4 separate regions of the Mus musculus genome follow, and all the other regions are linked to region 1. A link is a contact called in public Hi-C data. All regions are on one chromosome and are shown on one strand. The core of a region is the stretch at or near the end of the contact, and the rest is flanking DNA. Distances in the headings are between cores, read along the strand shown. Region 1 has its middle 56 kb from the start of Gm12018. Region 2 overlaps Meis1 (Meis homeobox 1). Region 3 has its middle 140 kb from the start of Gm31268. Region 4 overlaps Gm31674 (a long non-coding RNA gene).

Region 1 (2,858 bases), core at 255-2,754:
AGAGTTTAAGTGTTCTGACACTTGCACAATGAATATAGAAACCTCCTACTCCTTTGTAAGTTTGTCAGTGAATAGACTGGGTTCTAACTTTGCATGGGTAAGAGCAAGAAGGCTTGCTGTACCTTTAGACCGTATGCCTTGACTTTTGTGCCTCATGTACACAGATGCTGTCTGTCTGGTGCTACACAGGCAGCTCTTGCTTGATTGCTCTGGAGTGTCTGCCTCATCTGCAAAATGAGTGAAATAAAAAAACCCAAGTCAGAATAAGAACTGAGAGAGTGTGAAAGCCACACTTGGGTCACTGAGTCATTGAAAGCTCCCTCTGTTCACGTGTTCCTCCCTGTCACTGCCCTGATGTCACCTAATCCCTTCTGATTTTACTTATTTTGAATTAAAAAAATTAAAAATCCCTTGCATTTTACCCATTTTTTATTAAAGTCACTTTTAAGCTATGTCTTCCAAATGTGCCTGTGGCTTCCTGTCTTAGCAATGTATATGCATTAAAAGTACAGCAACAAATTTCCTTCAGTTCGGGTTTTGTTAAAATACTTTGAATGACAATTCAAACACATTCATCTGTATTTGAAAACTTGATCTGATTAAACTTGGTTTTCACATCTTATATTTGCCAAAGCGTGCTTCATTTTGTGGCTATTTTTTGTTTTTTGTTAGTCTGTTTGTTTTGTTTTTTCAGTGATTGATAAGCTGCTTTGAGAAGAAAACTCAGGACCAGGCTTCATTCCAGGCCACTCAGCCAAAGCCTGGTGTCTTCATCGCACAATCCATGTCTTCTGCCTCAAGATGAAGGGACTCACTCACCGAAGGCTTAAAATGAGGTTTAAGCAAGCACACTTTTCATGCTAAACAAAGCATGCCATCATTTTATTTTACAAGTTATGGGTGTGCTTTTAATAAACTCACCGTCACACACACATACAAAGAAATAAATAGATTTGTTCTGCTTAAACCGGCATACAAAGAGCTTGGAAGGAAGGACAAAAAATCTTTAACACCTCTTAGGCAATGGAAGGGAACTTCACACTTCAGCCTCATGTCAAGAATGTGTGATAACAATTTGACAGGTAGTAAGTGGATTCTGTCCCAGGCCTTGCAGGGAGATGACCCTGGAGCATAATGGTGTGATCTGCAGGCCCTTAGCTTCCTGCCCAGCAGGGGGTAGCCAAGTGCCGGCAACCGGGAAGCAATTCAGTCCTGCAGGAAACAGCCTCCCAGCTAGAAATAGCCCTCTGATTGTAGAAGCCAGCTCTTCTGATTAATGCCAATACTTGAATTATTTGTTCCAAAATAGCTACTCATCCGAGGCCTATCTTGGGATCTGGAGCTTAGGCGACTGTGTCCTTTGAAAAGAGATTTTAAAAAATAAAGATAAGTTATTTACTTGCCCAAGACTTCAACTGAATATTGGGCTGTAAAGGCAGGAGGATTTCATTTTCCTGTTTGAGTCTTCTTTGTCTTCCCCAGTGTGCTAAGGGTATGAGTTTCCACAGATGTGGATAGGCAGGTCTGGTCGGCTGCCCTGGCTCTTTGAGTGCATGGCTGCTGGTAGGAGAGCTTAGCCACTGTCACAGGACATCTCCTCAGAGAACCTGGGAGCCAGCCGGTGACAGAGCTGAGGAGCCAAGGTGATGACTGACAGGAGAGAAGACAGGAGAAAATTCTCCAGTAGGAAAAAGGATGTGTGTTGGGGAGGTGGGAGTGGGGTGGTGGGCTGAGAGGTGACTGCAGAAAGGAGCAGCATCCTGCTGTCGGCCTGTCTGCTGCTCCAGCTACTTGCTGACTGACCTGCCTACTCAGAATGGGTCCTTCTGGCCTTCACATACTCACCTTGTTGCTTCCCGCTCAGGCCATTTTCCGTCAGTGCTGCGTTTCTTTGTTGTTGTATTTTTTTCCCAGTTCAATGAACCCTCACATTATGGGTTTCTGTTGTCATTCTAACCTCTAATACACAACCATTACGTCTTATCTCGTCTTCTAAATTACTTCAAAATCCAATTACAAAACCCTTTCTCCTCCAAGAGCACACAACTCTCCACATTACTGAAATGCCGGGCTTTGCTTTGTCTTTCTAAATTAATAATAGCTACCATTTTCCGTCTGTTCTTTCCGAGGGATTCGGTTATATCACCACATAGACTAACAAAATGCCGATTATGATTCTTTTGCCTTTTTGATGGGCTACAAAAAAGCTAAAGATAATTTCCCAAATATTCATAAAAGATCTGTCAGTTTTTAGAATCAACTTTTTGAAACTCAATCTCTAAAGAAGACAGCATTTTAAAATCAGTTAAAATTTAAATTAAATCAGCCAGATTTTCACCCTTGATTTACATTGCAGAAGCCAGTCTCTTCCAAAGGTTTTAGACATTTGAATAGGTCTGTTTGTTTTCACAGTGATTTTAATAACACAAGTGAATATTTAATCCAATCAATGTCATCGTAATTTTCTCTAATCTAAGGAAAATGGCTGTCTTAAAGGCAAATTTAAATTTTAGTGAATTATAAAATATTTTGGTAAAAGTGAACATGCCAAGAACATTTTAGGAGAAACTTTTAACACATTGAGAATATGCATTTTTGTTTGTTTCTTTTCTTTTGCCTTGATTCTTCTGACAGAGGAGAGGCATAATTGTGACTCATATTTGGAAATTGCTTTTAGAAAATGATTTTCAATTCAAATCTAAATTTAGCTTCGGAAATATTACTTGTTTAAATGTTTTATAATCACAAACATGAAGCAGAACTGTAACTTCTCTCTCTCTCTCTCTCTCTCTCTCTCTCTCTCTCTCTCTCTCTCTCTCTCTCTCCCCCCTTTCTTTCTTCCTTTTTTTCTTTCTTTA
Region 2 (2,858 bases), core at 198-2,697, 790 kb after region 1:
CGTGCTCCTTCCCAACGCGGTTAGGGAAATGCAGAAGACGGGGGCCGAGAAGAGCATAATAAAACAGAGGCCTCTAAAAGCAAACACTTTCATAGATTTTAATAAATTGTTTAACCTCTTCCACTTTCTAAAATTGAAAATTGATCTCACAGCGTCTCGACCTCAGAGGAGAGTCTAAATGGTCAATTGTACCTTTAGCATTTCAATTCACTCCGCAATTTGATACAGTCACCTCGATGTGGTCTCGGGAGGATTTATTTCCTTTTTTATTTTTTTTATTTTTTATTATTTTTTTTATTTTTTTATTTTTAAGATCACTACACAAACTTGGAGAACCACGGCCAACCACACGGCAGCAGGCAGAAGCTCTGAAGCCCATTTGTAAAATGTCAGCAGTGACTTCATTCCTGGTGCTGACTTCTCCTGCCGCCAAATGAAGGCAAACTGAAAAGGTGGAAATAATCATAAAAATGATGCTACTCCATAAACAAGCTTACGGCCTCATTAGGGTAGCAGTGGGCTCCAGTGGGTGATTTATGCTCGTTTTGCTGATGCTATGTGGAAATGCCACAGGGCGACTTTAGCCAACTGCTAATGGTTTCTGACAGCTTCTTAGCAACTGTGCAAGCAACGTTGTGGCGTTTGCTAGTGACAGAAACCGAAAATGTCATATTATCTGCCCATGTGTCATGAAGTCCGTGTGGCAATTAACTAGTAGGCCAGTGACTGAGGGGCCAGAGGCTCCTGCAAATGGCCTTTGGCTATGCAGAGCCAGCAATGGCTACCTGCGTGCACACTGCTGCATGTATGTAATATTCTAATGCAGAAATCTACTCCTTGCAACTTCCCAGGTTCTGATGAGAGACCAGGCCACTCACATTCCTTTCTTTTCCTCACCTACGTGACTCTCTGGGAACAGACTCTGATGCTATCAGAGATCTCTAGAGGAGTCTGCCTTGCTATGATTAATTGGCGGTACCTGGCTCTGTGCTTCCGGACACTGGATTCTAAGGTGCCAGCGATTTTTTCTGCTCTCTCACAAATTAGTCTAAAAGGATTTAAGATCACTGAAGCAGACGCATTGCCAGACTGCAAGAAGCAAAGGCACTCCGCACCACAAAAAGATACTAATCTACCAACACCAAGCTTCTAACAAGCAGGGGGAGACTCTTGGCCACACTTTCCAGTTTCCAACCTATCAAAACCATGCACTATATGTCAAACTGTCAAACCTTTCAGCGTAGGCCATTTGCCCTTTCAAATAATATTTAAGAATTGTTTTTACAAAATTTTATAGGCCGTGGTCTATTGAATGAGACCAACCAACAAAGAAAGGAATTTGTATTACAATTCCGCTCTGGACAGTCTCTAGTGAAACCTGGGCCTGTCCCTGTGGAACAAGGCAGGTGACCTGTGGCAACTCCCAGGCTGCCAGAGAGCTCAGATTTCAAACACACTCAACTCAAACATCCCATGTCGCCTATTTAAGCATGCCTGGGCATTTAGACTGTGCTATCTCCTGCCTTTCAAGGCAGGATAAAACAGCATTTATTGTATTCATACCATTCAGTAGGTCAGACTGACCAGGTCAGTGGGGAATCCTCTATAGGCAGGTCCAAGCTCTGCCCCTCCTCCCCTTAAACTATCTCCTTCCTTTCTCCCAGAGCTGCTATTCCTCAAAATACATCAGTAGGGAGGCAAAAAACAAAACCCTTTTAAAAAGCCCAAGATTTACATCACAACTGATGGGAACTCTGCCTGTCAGTGGGCTACCAGGTAAAAATAAAGTGGATGTTATGTCCCAGGGCCTCTGGGTCATAGAGGCAAAATTAATTAAGGAAGTGAACTGAACTTTTCGACTGCCGGGGCAAATGCAAGCATAAGGTTGGGACACCCTTGTTATGCTGGAAGTTATCCGACAATCATAGATTCGAGACCATTTTCATTTACAGTTTTGTGTGGAGACTCCATAGTTCAGGGTCATCCTATTTTCGACATGTGGAAAGTTGGGTTTCTTTGCAGGGGTCTCAGCATGCCCAATGCCTAGGAGTGTTAGAAAATGTGAAGGACACAGCCCAATCCCACCCCTCTAGATCCCAAAAGTCATTTCCCAAAAGTCAAGTAGAATAATGCTCCTGTGTTATGTTAAGAGGATAACTAGCAAGGTTTACAGACACCCCTTTCTCAAGAATTTGCTAAATACTTCAGAGATCCCCAGGAGTTGTACAGTCTCCATCTCCAGTACACAGGAGCAGCCAGAATTATTTTCCTCAAGTACGTAGCTGATCATGGCACCCTGGCACTTCCAGGACTTCCACAGTGGCCCTTTGACCTTAGAATGGAGGTCGTAACTTTTAGCCTGGCACTGGGGACTGTGACAGACTTTCCCAAGTGGGTTTTCAGCAAAGATTTTGCCAAGACTCAATGTGTTAGGGTACCTTCCACATACCTGGTACTGAGCCTGTGGAAGCTCTCTGCACTTGGTAACTCTCAGTTCTTTGAGGCTTCTTGGGCTAGTTCTTTCCCCACAATGGGCTTCTTTTCCTTTCCTCAGTAATGTGGCAAGTCTCTTGGTGACCTTTAAGACAGTGCTCAACTGCTGTCTCATATATGAAGCGTTTTCTGGACTCTGGCTGACTTATTCACCCATTGTCACTCCCATGCAACAACTCAAACCTGAGTAGTTTCTCGTAGTTTCTCTCTCTCTCTTTCTCTCTCTCTCTCTCTCTCTCTCTCTCTCTCTCTCTCTCTCTCTCTCTCTCATTCTCACATCTATTTTCTACCTGACAATACTTCATACTCTTCTAAGACAATCAACTTCTAGAGATGTTCTCTTGAGTTCAATACAGCAGGGCCCA
Region 3 (2,858 bases), core at 141-2,640, 690 kb before region 1:
TTTCTCTTGGAGTAACTTGCAATTAAAAAGCAAAGGGCATGGCCGCGAGAATCGGAACTATAGAGAGAAAATATGCCCTTTCTTATGACACTTCTCAGCACACACAGACTGCAAGTTTGCTCATGTTTTGATAAGACTTTAAATAGAGATGTTTGCATTAAAACTTTTTAAAAAATCCTTTTAGCTTTCAGAAATTCAGTTTGTGGGTGGAAAGGGCATGTTTAAGGCAAGAGAATGTGAGTGAGCTGTGGCTGTGGCTGTGGCTGTGGCTGTGGCTCAGTGGTTGAACACTTTCCTGACTCGGGGTTATAACCCCAGCACCAGAAAAAAGGAATCAACTAAACTAGCACAAATCAAAGATCCCACAGGCTTTAGCTCTGATATGATACTATACCCTAATTATCTAGGCCAACACTTATAGAAATAGATGATGAATAAGTAATTTTATTTTTTGGTAGTCATATTAAAAACATGGGGGAAAAAACTACAGGTGAAATTGATTTAATTATTTTTAAATTTAATCCAATTATTACAAATATCTTCTAAGTATGTAATAGGTATAAAAAAAGCTAATTTGCACCCTTCACAGCACAATCCTCCCCTTAAACTCTTTGCTTTTGTATCCATCGATCCAGCATTATTTAAGCACAGCCACAAGTAGCTTGTGGTTACTAGATTACAGGGGAGGTGGAGATGACATCGGTTATACCTCATTGCACACCTTCCTAGTAAACAGATGCCTCAAGAGAGGATTTTTCATTATGATCATTGTCTGAAGAGTAGAGCTTGTAGGCGTAGACTGTTTAAATAGGAGGTGAAATGTCTCTTTAGACAGGCCATGGATTCCAAATTTTCTGGAAGTTACTGGTTTCCAAGCAGGTAGATGCAAGGCATCTAGTTTTTTACCTGTAGAGGGAGCTCTCTCCCCTCTGCTCTCTCTTTAATTTCAATCCCAACCTTGGTTCTTAGAACCCTGCAGTTCTGAGTTCTTTCACCTGGCTTGGTGGAGAGTTTGTGTTTGGCTCCAAACCAGCAGTACTTTCACAATCTGCACACGTTAAAGGCAGCTAAAATGCTAGGACACCAGCCGGGTGGCGGCTTGAATCTGTGATTCCCAGGCAGTCCAGGGAAATGATAAACAAAAGTCTTTTGTGCAATATTAATAAGCTTTAAGCACTCCCCAGTGAGCCTCTTGTCATCCAAGTAAGTCATGTGTATCAAAAGCCCTTATACGTGGAAGTTTGTTTTCATATCTGGCCCACGATGAATGGGAGCCCCCTTTGCCATGTTGTAAAACAAACATTTGTTTATTTTCTGAGCAGAGCTGGCAGTACGACTCAGAAACTGGAGCTGAATGGAGAGCCCCTTTCCAAGGAGGCGCCTTTGAAAACCCTCTGCCGCAGCTTTCCAACTGTCAACTGATCCTGAACTGGGTTTACATTAAGACAATAACAGTGTTTCCTAAATAAATAAGTTAGAGACACCCGTGGGCCTTAATCAAACCCATAAATGGCTTGTAGGGTGGGCCAAAAGGTTTTTTTTTTTTTTTTTTTTTTTTTGCTGTGCAGAGAAATAACGTCTAGTTCATCTTACCATGTATGGGAAGCTTGTGTTTTTGAGACAGAAGGGTTTCTTTATGGTAATTATACTGTTTTTTTTTTTTTTTTTTTTTTTTTTAAACCAACAACAAAAACAAAAACCGCCTGATAGAGCTTTCTCTGGACCTCTGGGACAAAAGAATGTGACACTTTTCTTGGGTGAATGCCACGGTGCCAAGCAGGCATTTTCTAAAGAAGAGAGGTGTGGTCACCCTCCCAGTCGATAATGTAACCCCCTCCTGGCACGTAAAGAAAATAAATGAAAGCTGTAAGATGAACCATCTGCTACTGCGATCTGGCTTCTTTCTTCGTTGACTTGGGGCTTCCGGGAATTCCTTTCACTCCAACAAGTTTCAAGCACAATGGCCTTAGAGGCAGAGGGTGGAAACCAGGAAGCACCACTGAGCGCCGGGAGCTTGGGTTTCTGCGGGTTTTCCCGGAAGGCGGGAATTTCAGCCTCTTACTGGAAGCTGCGTTTCTCCCGTAAAAGACACATTCTAGGGAAAGACTGAAAGCTGAAGAGCTGAAACAACAGTTGCATGTAAATGAAAACAAAAAATTAAATACTACTGCGCATCGTAGGAAGTCTGTAGAGATTCTTTCATACAGGTATCCTCAGCTGTACGGAATCATCATTTGCAACTTTCAGAAACAAAAGCTTGACTATAATATATGTATAATATGACTTTGGTTATAGCACATGCATAATTTTATAACTTACTTTTGGAAGGCTTGGATTTTTTTCATGTGCATTTCCTCAGACTACCATCTAATATTTATAATAATCATTTTTCATTATTATAACTATGTATAATATACAACTAATATTATTACAATGTTATAATAACATAACCAATATTATAACATTGTTTCCACGGATGTACAACTTTCCAAGTAGATGTACTATAATTCACATGTCTGCCTTTTTCTTTCAGGCAACATGGGATGCTTATGATTGCTTTCACAGCACAATTTCTTTCTTGGAGAAATATTAATTGGGATAACCACAAAGTTATTAATACTTAGGGATTTTTAACACACAATATCATATGGTTTCCCAGAAGGACTTGAAAACAAACTGCTTTTCTAACTGCAACCACTCACTACAGTGTAGTCTTCTTAGCTTTCACTTCCTCTTTGCCCTTTCTGTCTGTCTAGAACAATCCCACCACTCACATGTCCTTCTTTAAACACCTTCACATAAGCATTTCATCTATGTGTAAAAGTGGTTCTCGGATACTGTCTCTCTGAGACCTTAGG
Region 4 (2,858 bases), core at 269-2,768, 600 kb after region 1:
TGGGTGTGTCCATGGCTGAAACAAATGGATTGTAAGCTTTGTTCTTGGGGAAGAAAGAAAGAAAGAAAGAAAGAAAGAAAGAAAGAAAGAAAGAAAGAAAGAAAGAAAGAAAGAAAGAAAGAAAGAAAGAAAGAAAGAATCATTCTCACTTTTCCAAAAAAGGCAATGTTACAAGCTAGCAAAATTCTTATTTTTAAGGTACCTAGGAGGCTATTTTTCATTGATCTTTTTGACAAATACTTACTGCAAAATGAAGTCCAGAAGAAAAGGAGAAAAGGGAATGGGGCGGATGTTGAATATTGGCTTCTTAGAGGATAGTAATCAGTTGTTTATTGGTCTCTACGAGACAAGTAATGACCAACCGCAGTGTTAAGTGCCAGCCACACCGCCTTGGGCTCTTCTCTTCCTACATCAGCCATTATCTGATTAGAGAACCTTGGAGGAAGTCGTTGCTATTGCATAACTTTATGGGTCTTAACAGCGCAGGCTGGCTGGCAGAAAAACTACCTGGGAGGGTTGATAAAGCAACGGTGATTTTATTTACTCCACTTACACCTTGCTCTCAGCCCTGGCGGCTGCAGAAGAAATCTCAAATTGATCCGAATAGGAACTGTGAGGGGCATGGGCAGAGAGAGGGAATGTGATCTGTTCCTTCAAGCTTTATGGGGGTTGCACAGCTTGAAGTGATGACACTGGGAAGCAGCTCAACACTTTCGTAGGGGGTATGTATTTAAAGCAAGCAGAGCGGATTGGAGCAGTGCTAATCATATATGCAATAATACAATGACAGGAATAAAATGTGCTTCTGATCTTTAGTAAGAACGGAGGCTCCTAAAGGTACTGACTGTGTGGTTAACTGTGCTGAATGTCTCTGATTAACAAGTGGAGGCAGTGACATAATTAAGAGGTTATCTGGGCTAATAAAAATGCCCAAACCTACCCTGGAATGTGATCCTTTCACGATACAATTTTTTAAGAATGTCACATGCCCTTGCTTTCTGTTGAGACCTACCCTTAGTGATCCCAGGAGGGAAAATAAACATACGTTTTTAAATGAAGATATTTAAAATGTACCCCATATTTCAGCATGTTGCTATAACCCAGTCTTTTTTATGCTCCTCCTATAAAACCTAAATTAAGCCTCTTAGGAGTGATTTTGCTGCAGGTTCCCTTGAAAAACACAATACATTTTAAATACTTGGACCTGAGCGCACAGTAACATGTAATCACCACCGAATAGTCTCCTTTCCCTCTGTCAAATAGCAGCTTTCTTAAGACGAATTCCTCAAAAGGCAGCTTCATTGGAAATGTAAACTTTCCGCAAATATCAATTGTTCGTGTAGCATGTGGATGAAGTGACTGGCTGAGGCTCCTCCCCCGCCCCCTTCCATTTTAAAACACCCATCAGTGTCAAAGGCAACTGCACATGTCCCTTTTGCTCCTCTAGATAAAGCTGAGAAATGTTAAGAAAAAAAAATGTCAGAAAGCACTCAGTGGATTACAGGCTGGTTTCTGCTGCTTGCCCAGAGAGGATGGCAGGGCAGCCGGGACAGAGGGATCCTGAAAGCTATGCTTTTGTGAGGTGCTCGCTCTGCACACTGTGAAAGATTTGGTGCTATATTTGACAGTTTACTACCTCCTGTTGTTTGTTTTAAATGTAGTCATTCTTTAATATCTCTTCCATGTGCATCTGTTAGATTAAACAATAATGTATTCTTCTACTCTGGCATGTTTCTTTACCCATGTGCTGTGTAGAAATGCATTTCGGTCTCTCCCAAGCACTTTCTGTTTCTTTCTAAAATCCTTGAGACATTCATTCCAAGAGAAAGCAGAGAAAATGCAGAGCTCACACACACTGAAATTCACCAAACTGATCAGTCCTTCGCCCCTTAAATAAACTGTGTGTATAGCTCTGGGGCTTTCCAGACAGTTCATTTATATTGTTAAAAGACATTTACATTCATTTTGTGTATTAAAGAAATAAATAACTGGCTAAGGCTTACAATTTGTTTCGTTCTATTTTTCTGAAGAATATTTAACAATCACAAAACAGAAAATAACAGGAAGATATTTGTCATATTCCAACTGTGCTTAAAACTTAATTGCTTAAACAGAAAATATATTACAAATTCAGTTCTAGATACCACCCTAGAAATAGCAAGGTTCATTCTACAGAAACAAGGTAAAAACTCTACTGATTTTAAATATAAACTTTTCCAAAACAGGTTACAAATGAATTTAGACAAATTTGGCTCTTAACCTTTAAAGATTTCCTGCCCATTTCTGTGTGTCTTTTATTACATTAATTTTTTATTTAAATTACACCATTATCTGGATATGAATTTATCAAGAATACATGTATTGATTTATAAAATAGTACCATTAATTATTATAATAGCTAGATGTGGCTGATATTACAAAGCCATTTAAAGGTTTTTAATATAACTTGGACATACATAGATAGATAGGCACTATGGACAAGACCACAATTTAAACTGGCTACCAGCAGTTAATGAAAGCTTAGATTTATATTCTAGTTTAGAGATTGATCATACTGTTGCTTTGTAAAACTATTTACATCATGCCATTTTTCAAAGAATGTCTCAATAAAAAAGCTAAATAAAACATTCAGTCAATTCCCAAAGCAGATTTTGTTTTCTATATCTTAAGTGCTTAGTGAAAATAATTGATAGTGTGTGTTCCATGCTTTGTCATTTCCATTCCAGGGTGACTTTCCTGGGGTGGGGACCTCGTTTGCATGTGCACACTTTCACACACTTTTGATCCTTGCTAAAGCAAGCTCCTTGTCTTCATTTCAGCATCCACTCCCCAACACATCCAGGTATGTTTTACAGAAT

Evidence for each region. Hi-C and Micro-C count contacts between places; a contact is called where the count stands out from the background.
Region 2: a contact with region 1 is called in a Hi-C map of the N1E-115 cell line, with 8 times the contacts expected there. The contact joins two enhancer-like sites. A contact is called at or near these places in 2 of 484 Hi-C or Micro-C datasets (the N1E-115 cell line and uterus) and 1 of 115 datasets of contacts at active chromatin or transcription factors (cardiomyocytes).
Region 3: a contact with region 1 is called in a Hi-C map of the N1E-115 cell line, with 12 times the contacts expected there. The contact joins two enhancer-like sites. A contact is called at or near these places in 11 of 484 Hi-C or Micro-C datasets (the N1E-115 cell line, embryonic fibroblasts, myocytes and 2 more), 2 of 115 datasets of contacts at active chromatin or transcription factors (astrocytes and embryonic fibroblasts) and 3 of 9 other capture datasets (embryonic stem cells, embryonic tail and embryonic trunk).
Region 4: a contact with region 1 is called in a Hi-C map of cranial neural crest, with 2.4 times the contacts expected there. The contact joins two enhancer-like sites. A contact is called at or near these places in 15 of 484 Hi-C or Micro-C datasets (the N1E-115 cell line, Sertoli cells, cerebellum and 8 more) and 4 of 115 datasets of contacts at active chromatin or transcription factors (differentiating embryonic stem cells, embryonic basal ganglia, embryonic hindbrain and 1 more).

Annotation. Positions count from the first base shown.
Region 1 is chr11:18,150,802-18,153,659 of GRCm38.p6, forward strand. No RefSeq gene overlaps it. Among named protein-coding and RNA genes, the nearest start is that of Gm12018, 56 kb to the left of the region's middle. Within about 2 kb of position 1,505, at least 19 of the 459 cell types and tissues checked have an H3K27ac peak or open chromatin away from gene starts, as enhancers often do. A contact at or near this core is called in the N1E-115 cell line and cerebellum, where this site is marked.
Region 2 is chr11:18,944,509-18,947,366 of GRCm38.p6, forward strand. The region is part of intron 7 of Meis1 (Meis homeobox 1); the gene reads right to left. Among named protein-coding and RNA genes, the nearest start is that of Gm16141, 44 kb to the right of the region's middle. Within about 2 kb of position 1,448, at least 23 of the 459 cell types and tissues checked have an H3K27ac peak or open chromatin away from gene starts, as enhancers often do. A contact at or near this core is called in the N1E-115 cell line, where this site is marked.
Region 3 is chr11:17,459,186-17,462,043 of GRCm38.p6, forward strand. No RefSeq gene overlaps it. Among named protein-coding and RNA genes, the nearest start is that of Gm31268, 140 kb to the left of the region's middle. Within about 2 kb of position 1,391, at least 50 of the 459 cell types and tissues checked have an H3K27ac peak or open chromatin away from gene starts, as enhancers often do. A contact at or near this core is called in the N1E-115 cell line, where this site is marked.
Region 4 is chr11:18,753,498-18,756,355 of GRCm38.p6, forward strand. The region is part of intron 1 of Gm31674 (a long non-coding RNA gene); the gene reads left to right. Gm28401 (a long non-coding RNA gene) reads right to left here. Exons shown (of 2, transcript XR_872259.2): 2 at 2,000-2,858. Among named protein-coding and RNA genes, the nearest start is that of Gm31674, 6.8 kb to the left of the region's middle. Within about 2 kb of position 1,519, at least 22 of the 459 cell types and tissues checked have an H3K27ac peak or open chromatin away from gene starts, as enhancers often do. A contact at or near this core is called in cerebellum, where this site is marked.